2 separate regions of the Pan troglodytes genome follow, and region 1 is linked to region 2. Evidence: chromatin contacts called from public Hi-C data. All regions are on one chromosome and are shown on one strand. The core of a region is the stretch at or near the end of the contact, and the rest is flanking DNA. Distances in the headings are between cores, read along the strand shown.

Region 1 (4,494 bases), core at 1,511-4,010, 310 kb after region 2:
TCCTGCCTCAGCCTCCCAAAGTGCTGGGATTACAGGCGTGAGCCACCGCACCTGGCTAATTTTGTATTTTTAGTAGAGACAGGGTTTCTCCATGTTGGTCAGGCTGGTCTTGAACTCTCGATCTCAGGTGATCCACCAGCCTCGGCCTTCCAAAGTGCTGGGATTACAGGTGTGAGCCACCACGCCCAGCCATTGCCCATCTTACAGATAAGGAAATCAGGCTCTGAGAGGTTCCAGATCTTCCTGAAGGTCCCATGGCTTGCAAGTGGGGGCAGCAGGCCTCAAACTCAGGCTTGCTGACTCATGAGCCTACTCTCTTCCCACCATGTGATGTTTCTCCAGCCTCCCGAGTTTCCTGGGGAGGAAAGGAAGATAATCCTAGAGCCCATAAAGCCCCAGGTGCTTTCAAGTTGGCCACCTCCTTGTTGCTCACCACCATTGAGGGTGCAGAGGAGCAAACCAAGGGTCTAGGAAGTGACAAGATCTCTCAGCTCAGCAGAGCCACTTTCTATTACAGGTGCTCTCCACCTGCCTTTAAGGTTCTGCCTGGCCGGGCGCGGTGGCTCACGCCTGTAATCCCAGCACTTTGGGAGGCCGAGGCGGGCGGATCACGAGGTCAGGAGATCGAGACCATGCTGGCTAACATGGTGAAACCCCGTCTCTACTAAAAATACAAAAAATTATCCGGGTGTCGTGGCGGGCACCTGTAGTCCCAGCTACTCGGGAGAATGAGGCAGGAGAATGGCGTGAACCCGGGAGGCGGAGGTTGCAGTGAGCCGAGATCACACCACTGCACTCCAGCCTGGGCGACACAGCGAGACTCCTTCTCAAAAAAAAAAAAAAAAAAAAGAATTAGGGCAGGCGGGCAAAAGGTGTTTGTGCATGACACATGAGCCTGTGGGGTAGAGGCGGGAGAGGCGGGGTACAGGGACATGTGGGACAGATGGTTGCTGGGGGAGAAGCCTCCTCCTCACCAGCTGGTTCCCAGGGACAGCATACTTTGTAGCTCTCATTTCCAGGCCTACACCCAAGGCAGAGAGAAGAGGGGAATGAGCAGGCACATCCACGAAACTGAGGCCTCAGGGGGCAGGACTGGTGGAAGGGGCCCTCTGCCTCTAGCTACCTCATAGCCCAGCCCTACCAATAAATAACCATGGTTTTGCTAGTGCCTCCAAGTACTGGACCTCAAAAGTCACAAAATACCCGGAGATTAAAAAGAAATGAATAGGCTGGGCACGGTGACTCACACCTGTAATCCCAGCACTTTTGGAGGCTGAGGCAGGTGGACTGCTTGAGTTCAGGAGTTTGAAAGTAGCCTGGGTAACATGGCAAAACAATAAATACAAAAATTAGCCAGGCCTGGTAGTTCCAGCTACTCAAGAGGCTGAGGTGGGAAGATTGCTTGAGCCTGGGAGGTCGAGGCTGCAGTGTGCCAAGATCGTGTCACTGCAATTCACCCTGGGGAACAGAGTGAGACTGCCTCGAAAAAAAAAAAAAGAGTGAATAAACACGAAGATTAGGCCCTGTGACCCCCAACACACACGCACACGCACACACATGCGTGCACACACACACACACTCCTTTTTATTTTGAGATGGAGTCTCGCTCTGTTGCCTAGGCTGGAGTGCAGTGGTGCAATCTCGGCTCACTGCAACCTCCGCCTCCCGGGTTCAAGCTATTCTTGTGCCTCAGCCTCCTGAGTAGCTGGGATTACAGGCGCGTACCACCACACCAGGCTAATTTTTGTATTTTTAGTAGAGACAATTTCACCATGTTGGCCAGGCTGGTCTCGAACTCCTGACCTCAAGTGATCCGCCTGCCTCGGCCTCCCAAAGTGCTGGGTTTACAGGTGTGAGCCCCTGCGCCTGGCCATACTGCTTCCTTAATGTATTAGGGTTCAATCAGAGAAACTGTACCAGTAAGGGGATACAGATTAAGAGATTCGTTGCAAGGAGGTGATTTGCGCGATTGTGGGGCTGGCTAGGTAAGTGCAGTAAGTGCAGGCTGGAACTCTTGTCAAGGGCTGAAGTTGCTATCCACAGGCAGAATTTCTTCTTCAGGAAAACCTCAAGTCTGATTTTAAGGCCTTTCAACTGCGTCTATCAAGCCCTCCTAAATTATTCAGGATATCTTCCTTTTATATAAAGTCAACTGATAATGGACTTTATTCGCATCTACAAAACAACTTCACCAAAACATCCAGTTTCGTGTTGGAATAATTGGGGCCTTCAGTCTAGCCAAGTTGACACAGTAAAAAAGACATCACACTCAGCAGGGCATGGTGGCTCAGTCCTGTAATCCTAGCACGTTGGCAGGCCAAGGCGGGAGGATTGCTTGAGGCCAGGAGTTCCAGACCAGCCTGGGCAACGTAAAAAGACACCATCTCTCCAAAACATAAAAAAAGATAAATTAGCTGGGCTCGATAGCTATACCTATAGTCCTAGCTACTCAGGAGGCTAATGTGTGAGAATCACTTGTGCCCGGAGTTTGAGGCTGCAGTAAGCTATGATCATGCCACTGTACTCCAGCCTAGGTGACAGAGCGAGACCGTGTCTCAAAAACAAACAAACAAAAAGCAGTGGAACGTTGCTTTACGTATATTAGAGCACTTACCACATGCCCTGTGGTTAAGTGATTTGCATGCAGCATCTCAGTTAATCTCAGAACATCCCGTGACGCAGGTATCCTTCTTGTCCCTGATTTTACAGGTCAGGAAACGGCCTCAGAGAGGTGAGGAGACGCCCACAGTCGCGTGGCGTGGTGCACCTGTGTTCTGAACTGTCACTTGCCTCTCCCTGTGAGCCTCTCTTTACTCTGCCTTGTCTTCTTGTCCTGGGGCAAGAAGTTAGGGTTCAAGACCCTTCGGGATGTGAGGATGTTTCTGCCACTCCGGACCTTAGTTTTCTCCCCTAAGTGGCTCTATCTCTCCCGGCCTGAGTTTGGAAGGGAGGCACCAAACTCCTTTTCTTAGGCCTGTGCTGCCATCTATGGAGCTCGAAGGTGCTCGCCACGCTCCAGACCGGCCACCTGGCAGGCAGGTGAGCTTGCAAGTGTGAAGAGCAGCGGGATGCGGGGGAGGGAGCAAGCCTAGTAACAAATAAAGCAAATATCATCGGCCCTTGTCCTCAGCTGCTCGCTCAGGCCCCCCAGAATCCTGTAGCATTTCTGGGGATTAAGAGGGTGGTGGGGTTTTCACCTCTATCACGTCTACTGCCAGCCTGGCGCCCAAAGGTTCGGCCGTCATCCGCCCCAGCGGGTCCCTGGAACCGCCGGGATGCCCAGGCTGCCAGGGGGTCTAATGGGAAACTGGGAGTTTCTTTCAGGCCACAGGATAGGTCTGCAGTGCGACTCAGGCTCCCGCGGGGACCTGCCCACTCGAACGGGGGAGGAGAAAGAGGCTCCGGGGGAGAGCCAAGGAGGTGGAGAAGAGGAGCGGCGTCCCGGGAAAGGGGATGCTGGAGCTCCTGCCGACGCTCCACCTGTAGCCCCGCCCTTGACTCCGCCCACTTCCCCGCCCCTCCCTTCCAGGCGCAGCCTCGAGGTGGCGCTGTGGGGCCGCGCAGGGTCTAGGGCGACTTTCTGGGGGAGCCGCGGCCGCCAGGCTCCGTGGGTTTTGGTTCAGGCGCCGGTTAGTGTCGGGGTAGGCCACGCAGTGAGTTGGCTTGTGGCAGGAGGCAGGCGGAAACCGAGGCTGAGAGGCTGGCTGTCGCTGCCACCCCTCAGCAACCCCAGTGCAGCTGGTCATCCTGTCAGCCGATCAGTCAGTCGCGTCCCCAGCCCGGCTCACACGCCTCCTCCATCAGTCCCTCAGCCAGTCCCTGCGTTTCCTTTCTTTCCCTTGCCTTTCTCTCTCTTTTTTCTTGTCTTTTCTTTCTTTCTTTTCCTTCCTTCTCTTTCTATTTCTCTCACTTTCTTTCCTTTTCTTTTTCTTTTTTTGAGAGGGGTCACCTCACTATGTCACCCAGGCTGGAGTGCAGTGACGTCATCTCGGCTCACTCAGCTTCGACATCCTGGGCTCAAGCCATCCTCCCGCCTCGGCCTCCCAAAGCTCCGGGATCACAGGCAGAGCCACTGTATCCGCCCAACCATTGCGGTTCCTGCCAGGTGGTCGGCTGGCAGGTCGGCCCTTGTCACCTGGGTCCCCGAGCCCTGCACACTGTGAGGGCGAACAGAGTCCATGGAGGATGGTGAAGGGAGGAAATATGTGGAGCCCAGGCCTTGCTTTTTCTGTTTGTTGTTGTTGTTTTGTTTTTTTTTTTTTTTAGACGGAGTCTCGCTCTGTCGCCCAGGCTGGAGTGCAGCTCACTGCAAGCTCCGCCTCCCGGGTTCACGCCATTCTCCTGCCTCAGCCTCCCGAGTAGCTGGGACTACAGGTGCCCGCCACCACGCCCGGCTAATTTTTTGTATTTTTAGTAGAAACGCGGTTTCACCGTCTTAGCCAGCATGGTCTCGATCTCCTGAACTCGTGATCCGCTCACCTCAGCCTTCCAAAG
Region 2 (4,525 bases), core at 786-3,285:
CTGTGGTCCTAGCTACTCAGGAGGCTGAGGTGAAAGAACTGCTTGAGACCAGGAGGTGGAGGCTGCAGTGAGCCATCATCACACCACTGCACTCCCTCTTGGGCAACAGAGTGAGGCTCTGACTTCCAAAACAAATAACAACAACAACAAAAAAAATTTTTTAAGAGTGTCTCATTTTAGTCCTTTCAATTCGTGACACACTTTATTTATTTTTAATTTTTTTGAGACAGAGTCTCACTCTGTCGCCCAGGCTGGACTCCAGTGGGGCAATCTTGGCTTATTGCAACCTCCGCCTCCCAAGTTCAAGCAATTCTCCTGCCTCAGCCTCCCAAGTAGCTGGGATTACAGGTGCCTGCCACCACGCCCGGCTAATTTTTGTATTTTTTAGTAGAGACAGGGTTTCACCACATTGGCCAGGCTGGTCTCGAACTCCTGACCTCAAGTGATCCACCCACCTTGGCCTACCAAAGTGCTGAGGTTACAGGCGTGAGCCACCGCGCCCAGCCTGTGACACACTTTAAATGAATTCAGGGTTGACTCATACACAGCACGCCTGGTAATAACATTGAAAACAAAGTCTCCTGCCCAAATTCTAACAGTTACCACCACAATGCAGAGCCCTCTCCTGAGAGATAATCATTTCTGTACAGTTAATGATGAAAGAGTGACGCTTTCATAACAAGACCAATGATGGTTTCTGTTCCCTCTCAGTCCAAATCCAGTGTCCGTCTCCTCCCAAAACAACAGGTTATCCTCTGATCAACGCTGACAAAATGAACCCTGTAGGAAACACACAAGTATGGCGCATCTCTCAAATCTTAGCTCTTTGAAATGACACCAGGCAGCCGACTCTGAATCACAGCTACAACATTTTAATCCATTTTCCGACACTCCAAATGCTCTAAGCTATTTTCTGTATAACAACTGCCCTCACGGCGGGCAGCCTGAGAGAAAGATCGTCGCGTGAGGGGGTACCTTGATGGGGGTCCTGGCTCTGCTACAAACTGGCTAGGTGAACTTGAGCAAATCCCTCCCTCTCTCGGAGCCTCAATCTCATTAACTCCAAAGAGAGACAGCTGGACTTAGACCCCTCAAGTCTCCCACATTTCTAAGAACCTAACAGCTGGGGGTCACAAGGGTAACCAAGACTCTAGCCCCATACCATATTGTTTTGAGATTACCTAACCTAACCCTCGAGCTTCAAAGACTAAGATCCAGAAATGAAAGTTGCCTGACACTCAATCTAGTGTCCTTCCCACAGGACATCGCTCCTTCTACGAAAACGAACACACGAGAAAATGGCATCTGAACATCTGAAAGCCCTGCCTCGACTCAAGAGACGGGCAGGTAGCCTATTTCATCTGATTTTTGTCCCTCGTGAACTTCCACCTAGCTGGAAAGGGCAAAGCGAGAGCTTCTAGGCCACACCCTAAGTAAATCCGGACCGCCCTACGCAGGAGCAGTCGCACCTGCTCCTAAGCTCGAGGTGAAGGTGGCTCCGTCTCCACCCGAGCTCGCCTCAGAGCGAGCCCGCGACACAGAAACATCTCTCTTCAGACCCCAGCTTGGCCCAGGTTGCCCCACGCCCCAAGGTAGTCTCTCCGCGCTGCTATACCTGCTCCGCCACGGCGCGACCCCGTGCAGTAATCCCAGGCATCGGTGCCCCACGGACGTCGCCATCTTGTCTGCTCCTTCTCAGCGAGCCACGCCCCCTTCACACGCTGGGCGCACGCTTAAGGCGTCACGAGTCTCGAGTTCAGTGGGCCAATGAGAAAAGCGCGGGTTGGGGGCGGAGCCGACTAAGCTCCGCCCTGTGGCTACTCCCCGCCTAACCCGCTTGGCACCTGCGGAGGTAGGGGAACTAGTGGAGCTGTAGGTTTCGCTAAACCTGGGCTTGGTCGCAGCACTGCCACTCCTCCTCCTTCCCTCTGGGTGCCTTTCCTCATGTACCTGGAAAATCTGAGTCATCCAAGATCCAAGAATGTCGTTTCAAGTGATCGAACTTGCTCATTTTACGGATGGGGAAACTGGGCATCCATGACTCAGCTCTCGTTTTTTAAGCGCCGGAGTGTGTTGTGAGCACTTTGCAAGCATGGTGTCATATCATTCTTATCTCCTACCGCTGTGCTGCCAGGGAGACCGGGGGCAAACGGTCTTGGATCACCTAGAAATGCAACCAGTCGTTAAATTCGGTGCCTGGTGCTTGCTCTTGAAAAGGTTCCTATCTTCAATTGTAAGAGGAAAACGAGTTTTCAATCATGTCTGCTACTTTTTACTGAGCACTGACTAGAGACTCGCAGCTAGGCCCGAGACATTATCCCCATTTTAAAGATGAGGTACCTGAGGCTCAGGAAGGTTAAGCAACATCTTCAAGGGTACATAAAGGGCATATGCCCAAAGACTATAAAATAGTGAAGCCAGAATTTGAACATACGTCTCTGACTCCAAAAACCATGTCCTAAACATCTTCTTTTTTTTTTTTTTTTTTTTTTTGAGACAGAGTCTCTCATTGTCGCCCAGGCTGGAGTGCAGTGGTGCGATCTCGATTCACTGCAAGCTCCGCCTCCCGGGTTGACGCCATTCTCCTGCCTCAGCCTCCCGAGTAGCTGGGACTACAGGCGCCCGCCACAACGCCCGGCTAATTTTTTTATATATATTTTTCGTAGAGACGGGGTTTCACCATGTTAGCCAGGATGGTCTCGATCTCCTGACCTCGTGATGCGCCCGCCTCGGCTTCTCAAAATGCTGGGATTACAAGCGTGAGCCACCGCGCCTGGCCTAAACATCCTTCCTTTTAAGCCCTTTGTCAGAATATGGCAGAATTTGGGTCCAACAACTGAAGGAATGCAGCCCTACTTTTTCATCTGCTAAGCTGATAATCACAGTTGCCTTCACCAGGCATTTGACAGGAGGAGGAATATGCTCCCTGGCCCCTGCAGGTATTTCTGTGTAGTTGGCTTAAGTTCAACTAGGGCATACTCAGCTCCTACAGAGAGCTTAAAAGGCACCAGGTTTGGTATTGGGGGGAAGAAACCTCCCTTTGTCATGGTTTTCAGAAGTCGGAAAAGAAAAAAACAAATGTATAGAATTGGTTTTGGCCGGGCGCAGTGGCTCACGCCTGCAATCCCCACTCACTGGGAGGCTGAGATGGGAGGATAGCTTGAGCCAAGGAGTTTGAGACCAGCCTGGGCCGGGCGCGGTGGCTCACGCCTGTAATCTCAGCACTTTGGGAGGCCGAGGTGGGCGGATCACGAGGTCAAGAGATTGAGACCATCCTGGCTAACACGATGAAACCCCATCTCTACTAAAAATACAAAAAAAATTAGCCGGGCGTGGTGGCGGGCGCCTGTAGTCCCAGCTACTCTGGAGGCTGAGGCAGGAGGATGGCGTGAACCCGGGAGGCGGACTTGCAGCGAGCCGAGATCGCGTCATTGCACTCCAGCCTGGGTGACAGAGTGAGACTCCGTCTCAAAAAAAAAAAAAAAAAAAAAAAAAGAAAGAAAGAAAGAAAGAAAAAAAGAGACCAGCCTGGACAACATAGTGAGACTCCATCTCTATTTTTTTTTTTTTTTTAAGAGGCTGGGCACGGTGGCTCACCCTATGATCCCAGCACTTTGGGAGGCCAAGGCGGGCGGATCACCTGAGGTCAGGAGTTCGAGACCAGCCTGGCCAACATGGTGAAACCCCATCTCTACTAAAAATACAAAAATTAGCTGGGCATAGTGGCGCCTGCCTGTAATCCCAGCTACTCCAGAGGCTGAGGTACGAGAACTGCTTGAACCCGGGAGGGGGAGGTTGCAGTGAGCTGAGATAATGCCATTGCACTCCAGCCTGGGAGACAGAGTGAGACACCATTTTAAAAAAATACATATTGGTTTAATTGGTTTTACTATCCAATTGAGAGTAGTAAACCAGCAGGGAATGGGGGGAAATTATTTCCAAATGAAGTGCATTGGGAAAACTGAATATCCATATGCAAAAAGTAAAGTGCAGCCTTACACCATATACAAAAATTCATTCAAAATGGATCAGAGATGTAAACTGAAGAGCTAAAACTATAATACTCTTAGACGAAAACATAGGGGAAATCTTCATGACGTTGCATTTAGCAATGATTTCTTGTATATGACGTTAAAAGCACAGGCAACAACAACAAAAACAACAAAAAGATATACTTCGAAATTAAAACTTTTGTGCATCAAAGAACACTATCAAGAGAGTGAAAAGACGCTGGGCGCGGTGTCTCACGCCTGTAACCCCAGCACTTTGGGAGGCCAAGGCGGGCAGATCACCTGAGATCAGGAGTTGGAGACTAGCCTGGCCAACGTGGTGAAACCCTGTCTCTAGTAAAAATACAAAAATTAGCCGGGTGTGGTGGCGCAAGCCTGTAATCCCATCTACTCGGGAGGCTGAGGCAGGAGAATCACTTGAATATGGGAGGTGGAGGTTGTGGTGAGCCGAGATCGTACCATTGCACTCCAGCCTGGGCAACAAGAGTGAAACTCTGCCTTAAAAAAAAAAAAAA

The links. A called contact is a pair of places that touch in the nucleus more often than the background predicts.
Region 1: a contact with region 2 is called in a Hi-C map of stem cell-derived neural progenitor cells, with 4 times the contacts expected there. The contact joins the promoter of SLC5A1 here to the promoter of PISD in region 2. A contact is called at or near these places in 1 of 7 Hi-C or Micro-C datasets (stem cell-derived neural progenitor cells) and 1 of 1 datasets of contacts at active chromatin or transcription factors (stem cell-derived excitatory neurons).

Annotation. Positions count from the first base shown.
Region 1 is chr23:34,084,709-34,089,202 of NHGRI_mPanTro3-v2.0_pri, forward strand. SLC5A1 (solute carrier family 5 member 1) reads left to right here and starts at 2,761. Exons shown (of 17, transcript XM_063808216.1): 1 at 2,761-3,039.
Region 2 is chr23:33,775,633-33,780,157 of NHGRI_mPanTro3-v2.0_pri, forward strand. PISD (phosphatidylserine decarboxylase) reads right to left here and starts at 2,036. Exons shown (of 8, transcript XM_016939015.4): 1 at 1,616-2,036. The coding sequence starts at 1,680.